Linked DNA regions of Sus scrofa: region 1 is linked to region 2. A link is a contact called in public Hi-C data. All regions are on one chromosome and are shown on one strand. Each heading gives the region's core, a stretch centred on a gene start, on an enhancer-like site or on the middle of the called end of the contact. The rest is flanking DNA. Distances are from core to core; before and after follow the strand shown. Region 1 holds the start of ISL2 (insulin gene enhancer protein ISL-2). Region 2 overlaps TMEM266 (transmembrane protein 266).

Region 1 (3,793 bases), core at 373-2,872, 170 kb before region 2:
TGTCCCGTGCCCGCATCACCAGATCGCTGCTGCTGAAGCCCACTTGGCACTTGGCGCACTTGATGCCGAAGAGCCTGCGGGCCCAAGGCGCGGGCGGTGTCAGCTCGGGGCCTACGGCCGGCCTCGCCTCCCGAGCTGCTTACCCAGCCCGGGCACGCGCGCCAGGACGCTCGGTGGCGCGGGGACAGGCTCTCCGGGGGTTCCCAGACCCAGAGGTGCGCGGAGGCACGCCTTCGGGGTGGGGGCGGCCTTTTCCCCGCGCGGGGGCGCGCAGGCGGCCAGCCGTCCCCAAGCCCCGGCCCCTGCGGGCGGTGGCTCAGCCCAAGCTTCCCCGGGGCCTCACCTGACGTAGTCCCGCTTGCAGTAGGTCTTCCCGTCTCTCACGAAGCACGTGCACGTCTCGTCCAGGTACTGGCTGCACTCGGCGCACTTGAGGCAGGCGGCGTGCCACTCTAGGTCAGGCGACACCCGCAGGATAAACTGGTCGTGGATCTGACTCCCGCAGCCCACGCACATGGCGGTCCCGGGCTTCTCTGCCGAAGAAGGGCGTGGGGCCCGCGTTAGGCCCCGCTGCTCGGACCCCGGCAGAGGCAGCTCCAGCCCCAACCCAACCCGCTTGCGCTCTTGCTCCCTTTCAAGAATTGAGACCACTAGGAAAAGAAAGTGGTCTCTCGAAAGATCCAGACAATTGGAAACGAAAAAACAAAATCTTCTGAATTTGTTAAGGTTTTTTTTGCCTCCTCCCACCCTCCTCAATTTTTTTTCCCGCTATTACATTCACTTGGACACAAGCGTTTTATCGATATATCTTATAACTAAAAGCTAACATGTAAGTGAGAAGAAAGAGTGAATAGACATTTAAGCCCTACAGACGCCACCCCATCAATACTGAACAGTGATGTTCAGGCATTTCCGTCCGCACACTCCCTCTCACAGAGACTCCCTCCTATCCCAGCGCAGACACATCAGCGTTCAGCGGGGTCTCAGCTCATCCTCTTTGACATTTCTTAGTTTAAATACCCCAGATCAAGCGAGGGAAATCTTCCTTATTTAAAAGGCCGACAGACAAGCAGGCAGGCAAACCAAAAAAAAAAAAAAAAAAAAAAAATCCCACATCGCTAAATCAAACCTAATTGCTTTAGCGCAAAACAGAAGCAGATTTCACAGCCTGAGGTCAGCCTAGCAGGCTTGAAAAAGAGTGCTTAATTATAAGCTAAAACAACAGGATTCCAAAGGATAAGCAGTCCTGCAGGGAAATGCATTCGTTTTGTTTTTTCCCTGCCAGTGTCCTGTCAAATAGAAGCCACTTGTAGAATCCGCTAAACATTCTTCTGCATTAGAAATATTGCATATTAAGCACATGCACACACACACAGAAAAAGACTTACTCTTGGAATGATCCCCCATAGTACCCAGAAAAGGATAATGAAAAATAATATCCACCATGCAGAAAAGAGATGTGCGCAAAGCGTGCGGCCAGAGGCAGAAGGACGAAGGTCGCGCGCCCAGCCTCGGCTCTTTGCTAACTAACTCCTCCTGCCCCGCGGAGTTGAAGGAGCGATTCCGCACCGGCCCGCACGCAGCATGACGTCAGCACGCACTCGCCCCGGGCCGGAGCTGGGGGCGGGACCTGTGGCGTCACGGAGCTTCCCCAGAACCGCGGGGGATGCGGGGGAGGTGTTGGGGACCTGGGGGCTGATGGGCGGGATGGGTTGGGTGGAAGGCGGGGGTAACGGGGGATTGGCTGGAAGGAAATGGGCCAACCCTGATTGGCCCGGGGTGAACAATGGAGAACAGCCCCCTCCTCTGAAATCTACAAGGATCCTCACTCTGACCAGGAGTCGGGCTATCCCCGCTCGACCTTGCGTCACCGCTGAGCAGTCTCCAGGGCCGCTGCAGCTCTGAGCTTCCCCTTGGACTTGCGGGGCGGTCTCCCCAGGCGCGCTCTAGCAGGGTGATGGATACCTGGGGAGTGGAGGAGGGCCTGTCCTTTAAATGCTCCCTTCTTTCATGGGGTGGGGGGGGGGAGGAAATCCACTCTCTTGGGACGAGAGCTGGGCGGAAGGGTGGTCTGGCCAAGACCTTCACCGTCCAGCCGGTCACCTTTTTCCTCTCGGGCGCCTTTGTTCTCAGAGTCCAAGCTAGAGAGAGAGGTTAAAGGTTTGGATAAACTCTGTTTAGACGTCCCTACCAGTCCGCCTGTGGAAAACTTCTCCAAGTTGGAGAATTAGGTGGGTAACATCAGAATGCAGAATCCGAAAATCCAAACCGGATCCAGATTCTAGCTTTGACTTGGATTTGGGGCGGGGGTGTAATTCGACACGGATACCCGCATGCTCTCCCCACCCGAATAGCACAACTCCTTCTAGGAACAATGCCGGGGTCGAGTGTGTGTTCCACTTCCAGAATAAACGGTATTTATAAACTCTTCTGTTTTATTTCACAAATCAACTGCAATGCAAATAATCAGAAACAAATGTGGCTCGCGGGGTAATTTACTATCTGTGCAGTGGCTTGTCGGTCCTTAGAAAACCCGCGACTTCTGAACCGAGTCCAGGCATTTCTTTCTTTCAAAGAAATCGCTGTGGGTTTTGTTTGAAAGGGTTCAAAGACTGGTCCATGAATTATAAATAACACCTATCCAATCATGGTGGCTGTTGTTTTTCCACTAGAAGGTGAGCCTAGAATTTGGTGGGCGCCTGGGTGGGGCGCAGGTGGGCGCCTGGGGATAAAATGTTTCCACAGGAATCCCAGAGCCGGGCCCCCGTTGGCCCGAGGGCGCGGCCGAGCTCTCGGCGGCCCTCCTGCTAAAAACCTAAGGTGGGTTGGCCCAATGCTCTGGGCTGCTCGCCGGGAAATGGGTGCAGCCAGGTGCGCAGCGAGAGGCTTTGCAGAGGCTGGGGCTAGGCTCTCAGTGCAAGCTGAACTCGCCACGTGGTAATGGCCCACCGCACAGCAAGTGAGAGCCCCGCCGCAGCCCAGCTGTGCTGAGCGCTTCACGTGGCAGCCCCGTCGGTCTTCCAAGACAACCACGTTTAGAACGTTTGGTCTTCTTATGGGTCTGGTTCTTCCGCACCGCTTACCAACCGCTGTGCCAATGGGCCATTTCTTGCGTCTTTGGCCACTAGCGCCCTGAACAGCACTCCCGCTGAGTGTGTGTGGAGCAGGTCCGGGATGGGGACAAGGCTGCGTTTGAATAATGTGTCAGTGTAAATAAACGGGGTTGAGGAGTGAGGAGGCCGGGTATGTCTGCACTGGACCACTCTATGACCTCAGGCATTTTATTTTCTTTCTGACCTTTAGTTTCCTCATCTGCAAAATGGGGGATTAAAAATGGTATCTACCTCTACTATTGTAAGAAATAAAGTATTCTCTGGAAAAGGCTTAGAACAAATCTGGCACATAGTAAGTGCAATACATGTTAACTATGATAATTATCATTATGGCTGTATCTTTGTGCTGAGAGCCTCTATGTATGCTGTGCCTTTCCTGCCTGTTCCCAGGGCCCTCATGTGTCTGGGTATGGAGGGGAGGTCTCGGTGTATCTGCGTATGTGTCATCTGATGATTTCTTTGTGCATTTCCATGTGCACTTGCTCTGTGTGTGGAGGCTGGAGGATCAGAAAGTGTGGTCTGAGTGTAGAGTTTGTGTCCAGATGAAGTCTGTGTGTCTGGGCGTCATCTCAGAATGGGGCCAGGGTCCCTGGTAAGCATGCTTCCATAATGAACTAGGAGGGGCTCCTGGCCCACTGGCCTCCCTGTCCAGCACTCTGAGCCTGGCCTGACTTCCAGCA
Region 2 (3,687 bases), core at 734-3,233:
AAGCGGAGCCTGGATGGCCCATTCATGTGGGACCAGGCCTCTGAGGGAGTCTTTCTTTCCTAGCCCAGTCCATGGAAACTCAACAGCCAAAAGGCAGCTGAGGAGGGAGCTCAGGAAATGCCTCCTGGGCCAGCTTCCTGCTGTAGATGGGAAATGGCCTGGAAATGTCCAAGCTAGAAGGGATCTGCTCTGAAACACCCCACCTGCGGTCCTTTCCCGGCAGCATCCTCTGCTGAGACCCCCTGTCTGTGGAGGAAGGGACCTGGCCATGCTGCCTTGCCACCTCATGGCACCTGGCACAGATCTCACTCCTCTGAAAACATGGGCTAAGCCATTGATGGCTTATGCTTCTCAACACGCAGGTAAGGGCCCCTGCCTCAGCAGCAGCTGAGGGTTTTGTTTAAAATGAAGATTCCCAGGCTCTCGGGGAGATCCAGGACATCAGGATCTCTGGGTGCAGGGCCCAGGAATGTGCCTTTTTAACAAACTCCCCTGAGGGTACCTAACAGGACAGTGGAGATGTGTAAGGTGACAATGCCCTGGGTGACCAGGGAAGCCACAAGTCCAGATGCAACCAGGAGAAAGAGAGTTAGATGATGTAGAGTCAAAAATCAGGTCCCCTTTCCAGCTCTGACTATCCCTTACTAGCAATGGGGCATCGGCCAAAGCCCTCAGCCAGCCTGGAGGAACATGGGACTGGTCCCGGCTGCCTGCCTCACCGGGGCTGGCCGCTACAAAGCTCCACCAAGGAAGAGCTTTGCTAAGAGAAGGGCAGGAGGGCTTCGGGAGGCATTACAAAGAGGTTATTTTATCACCACTCCCTCTCCCAGGGCCGTGGACTTTGCAATCCTGCCCTCAAGAGCTGCAAAGGGCTTTGAGGAAAGGACCAAGGGACCCAGACCCCTCAGCACCAGCTGCCACTAGCCCACCTGAAACTAAGGGTTTTCAGCCTCCTTCTTTCCAGTCCTGCCTTCTGGAGAGGAGGACGCTTTGGCATTCAAGAGAGGCCAGAGTCTTGGCAAAATCTCGAGGATGGCACTGTTTATTATTTACCAAACGCCAAGCTCTTGTGCCATTTTACAGACATAGGAACTGAGGCTGAGAGGGGCAGGTAAACCTGCTGTTTTCCGGGCTCCTCATCTTTCCATCCCAGGGACCCTCATCATTTCCCTTGGCAAAAGCCCTGCTCCCAAGGGGGGACTCCCCTCATGTCTCGAGGGAACGGGCTCAGGCTTCAGGCGGCAAGAGGGGAGGGTGGGAAGTCCTGATCCTTGCATCTGCTCCAGGCCCTGCCTGGCTCAAGTGGCAGCAAGGGCCTTCTGGCTTCCTGCTGCCTGAGGCCTGATCCCTCCCACCCCTCAGGGGAATCAGTCCCTTTCCCAGGGTCTGGGAACCTTGGGGGATGCCAGTAGCAACACCTGCTAGTCTATCAGATGCCTTTGAGCAAATTTTTCAAAGGCACCCCTTCCCTAGGCAGAGAGAGATTCCCTGACTCACTGCTTGCTGTGTAGAGTCAGGGCTGGCACTCCTGCTCCCCAGAGAACCATCCCCAACGCTGGGCCCATCAGCCCAGGAGAAGGAAGCAGCAGTGTGCATCTGGCCCTGAGCCTGTGCCCCTGCAACGCGGCAGCCGGAAGGGTTGGGGAGCGGGGTGGTGCAGAGCTTGGAGGAATATTCTGGCCCAAGAAATACCCACGGTGGGCACCAGGCCGCTGGGGGTTGAGCTCGGGCGCATCTTCGAAAAGCAGATCTACCCGAAGGCAAGTTTTTTCTGCCAAGACTGCTGAAGGCTCCCCTTCCCGCCGAAGCCCTCAGTTAAACTAGAGCAGCAGGAGCAATATCATGGAGTCCGGGATCCAGCTCCAAGGAGAATGTAAGAAACGTGAGAAATCCTTGCGGGGGCAGGGGGTGGGAGCTGGGGGCTGAAAGCAGTCTTAAACCGGTTTGCAAAACAAAGGTTTGCCAGGGGAGCGGTGATCGCAGGGCGGCACACGGGCGCCCCCTGCCGTTAGGCATTGATAAAACAGGAGCCAAGGGAGCAGCCGCCCCCTTCTCTCCTCCCAGGGGTTCCCAATCTGTGGGGGCTTAGGGGGTGAAGGGAGGCTGCCTTCTCCCTGGTAAAAGTGACACCCCCCCACCCCCGACGCAGTGGCCGGCCTCTCCAGGGGACCTGGGCTCACAGGCACAAGCCGCACTGTCTGCCACCGCGCTGGATTCATTTTGGCAGGAGGTTCCCAGGGATCTTAAAAGAATGGGTTCAAGAGCGCAGGGACGGACAATGTGATCGAATGGCAGGAAATTAAGCCCTGATGTGACCTGGCTGTGTGCTCACTGCGCAGGGAGCACTGTGCTCGGCCTTGGGGGAGGAGGAGAGAGATTGGAACCCACAAGATGTGCAAAGTTTGTTCCAGAACTTCCTCTCCTCACATGAACATCTCCATTTCCTCCATCCCAAAACAACCCTCACTGACCATGTTCCTCTTAAGCCACTGCCCTGTCCCCCTGCACTGGAGGAACGCTGCCCACACCTGGTTAGGGACGACCTCCTCAGCCATGTGCGGTGCTGCTGGCTTCCTTGCTCTAAAAAGTCTCCTTCTTTGGTTTCAAGATTCCGCACGTTCTGAGGCCTCCCCCTGCCTCGGCTACACCTGCTCAGTCAGCTTTGAGGTTCCTCGTCCTCCATCCATTCCAAATTTGTCTTCTGGGGCTCATTTCCTCCCACTCACGCGCTCCCATCCCCCGACAACTGCACCCTTGGCTTCAGCTCCCATCTGACACCCTGAAGCCCCCTGAGTCCACATCTCCAGCCGAGACCGCCTCCTGCAGCACTTGTCGGCTTGGCCAAAGGCATCCCCACCCCCTCCTAGCGCAGGCCAGCCCCCCACCCCCCCACCAAAGTGCTCACCTTCCTGCTCCCTCCCATGCTCCCCCCATGACGACCAGTCCCCGAGTCCTGCATTTAGCTGCTTAAACTCCAGCTCCTCTCTTATCCTCCATCCCATTCCTGCTGGTATGGTTCAAACCTCTAACCTCTTGGCTGAACCATGCCTCCTAAATGGTCTCCACATTCCAATCGCCCCCACCTCCCACCCCTGTCTCCTTCCTGGCTGCCAGGGTGATCCTCTCAAAGGCCAAGTTCATCACGCCCCTCTCCTGCATATAGCCTCCTCCCCACCACCTTCAGGACAAGCCCCTACTCCTGAGCAAGACCAGGAGGGGGCTTTCACGACCTGGGCTGGCTCCCAGGACATCTCTCACCATCTCCCGTGTAGACACGACATTGTCACTCAAACTCTGTCCCTTGTCCACGCTGCCTGAAGGTCCTCGACCCACCACCCACCTACCAGTTCACACATGGGCAAGCAGCGTGCTTCCCCGCTGAGGTCACCCACCGGCTGCAGATAGAGTTTTAAGCTCCCGTCCTTCCTGCTTCTTTCATTATACACACCTGCTTGGCTGCTTCCCCATAGACTGTAAATAGCTGAGCTGGGTCCATGTCTAGATGATCAGGGACACCTCCTCATGCCCCGTACCACCTACAGTGCCTGGCATGGAGTCGCTAAAAGATGTGGGCTTCGAGTTCCCACTGTGGCACAACGGGATTGGTGGCATCTTGGATGCGCTGGAGCTCAGGTTCAATCCCTGGCCGGGCACAGTGGGTTAAGGATCCCTCACTGCAGCAGCTAC

The links. A called contact is a pair of places that touch in the nucleus more often than the background predicts.
Region 1: a Hi-C map of skeletal muscle shows a contact between it and region 2, with 2.8 times the contacts expected there. The contact joins the promoter of ISL2 here to the enhancer-like site in region 2. A contact is called at or near these places in 5 of 47 Hi-C or Micro-C datasets (alveolar macrophages, embryonic fibroblasts, fetal liver and 2 more) and 1 of 2 datasets of contacts at active chromatin or transcription factors (skeletal muscle).

Annotation. Positions count from the first base shown.
Region 1 is chr7:56,569,181-56,572,973 of Sscrofa11.1, reverse strand. ISL2 (insulin gene enhancer protein ISL-2) reads right to left here and starts at 1,622. Exons shown (of 6, transcript XM_021099017.1): 1 at 1,389-1,622; 2 at 344-533; 3 at 1-74. The coding sequence starts at 1,446.
Region 2 is chr7:56,398,852-56,402,538 of Sscrofa11.1, reverse strand. The region is part of intron 5 of TMEM266 (transmembrane protein 266); the gene reads right to left. Among named protein-coding and RNA genes, the nearest start is that of TMEM266, 89 kb to the right of the region's middle. Within about 2 kb of position 1,983, at least 19 of the 83 cell types and tissues checked have an H3K27ac peak or open chromatin away from gene starts, as enhancers often do. A contact at or near this core is called in skeletal muscle, where this site is marked.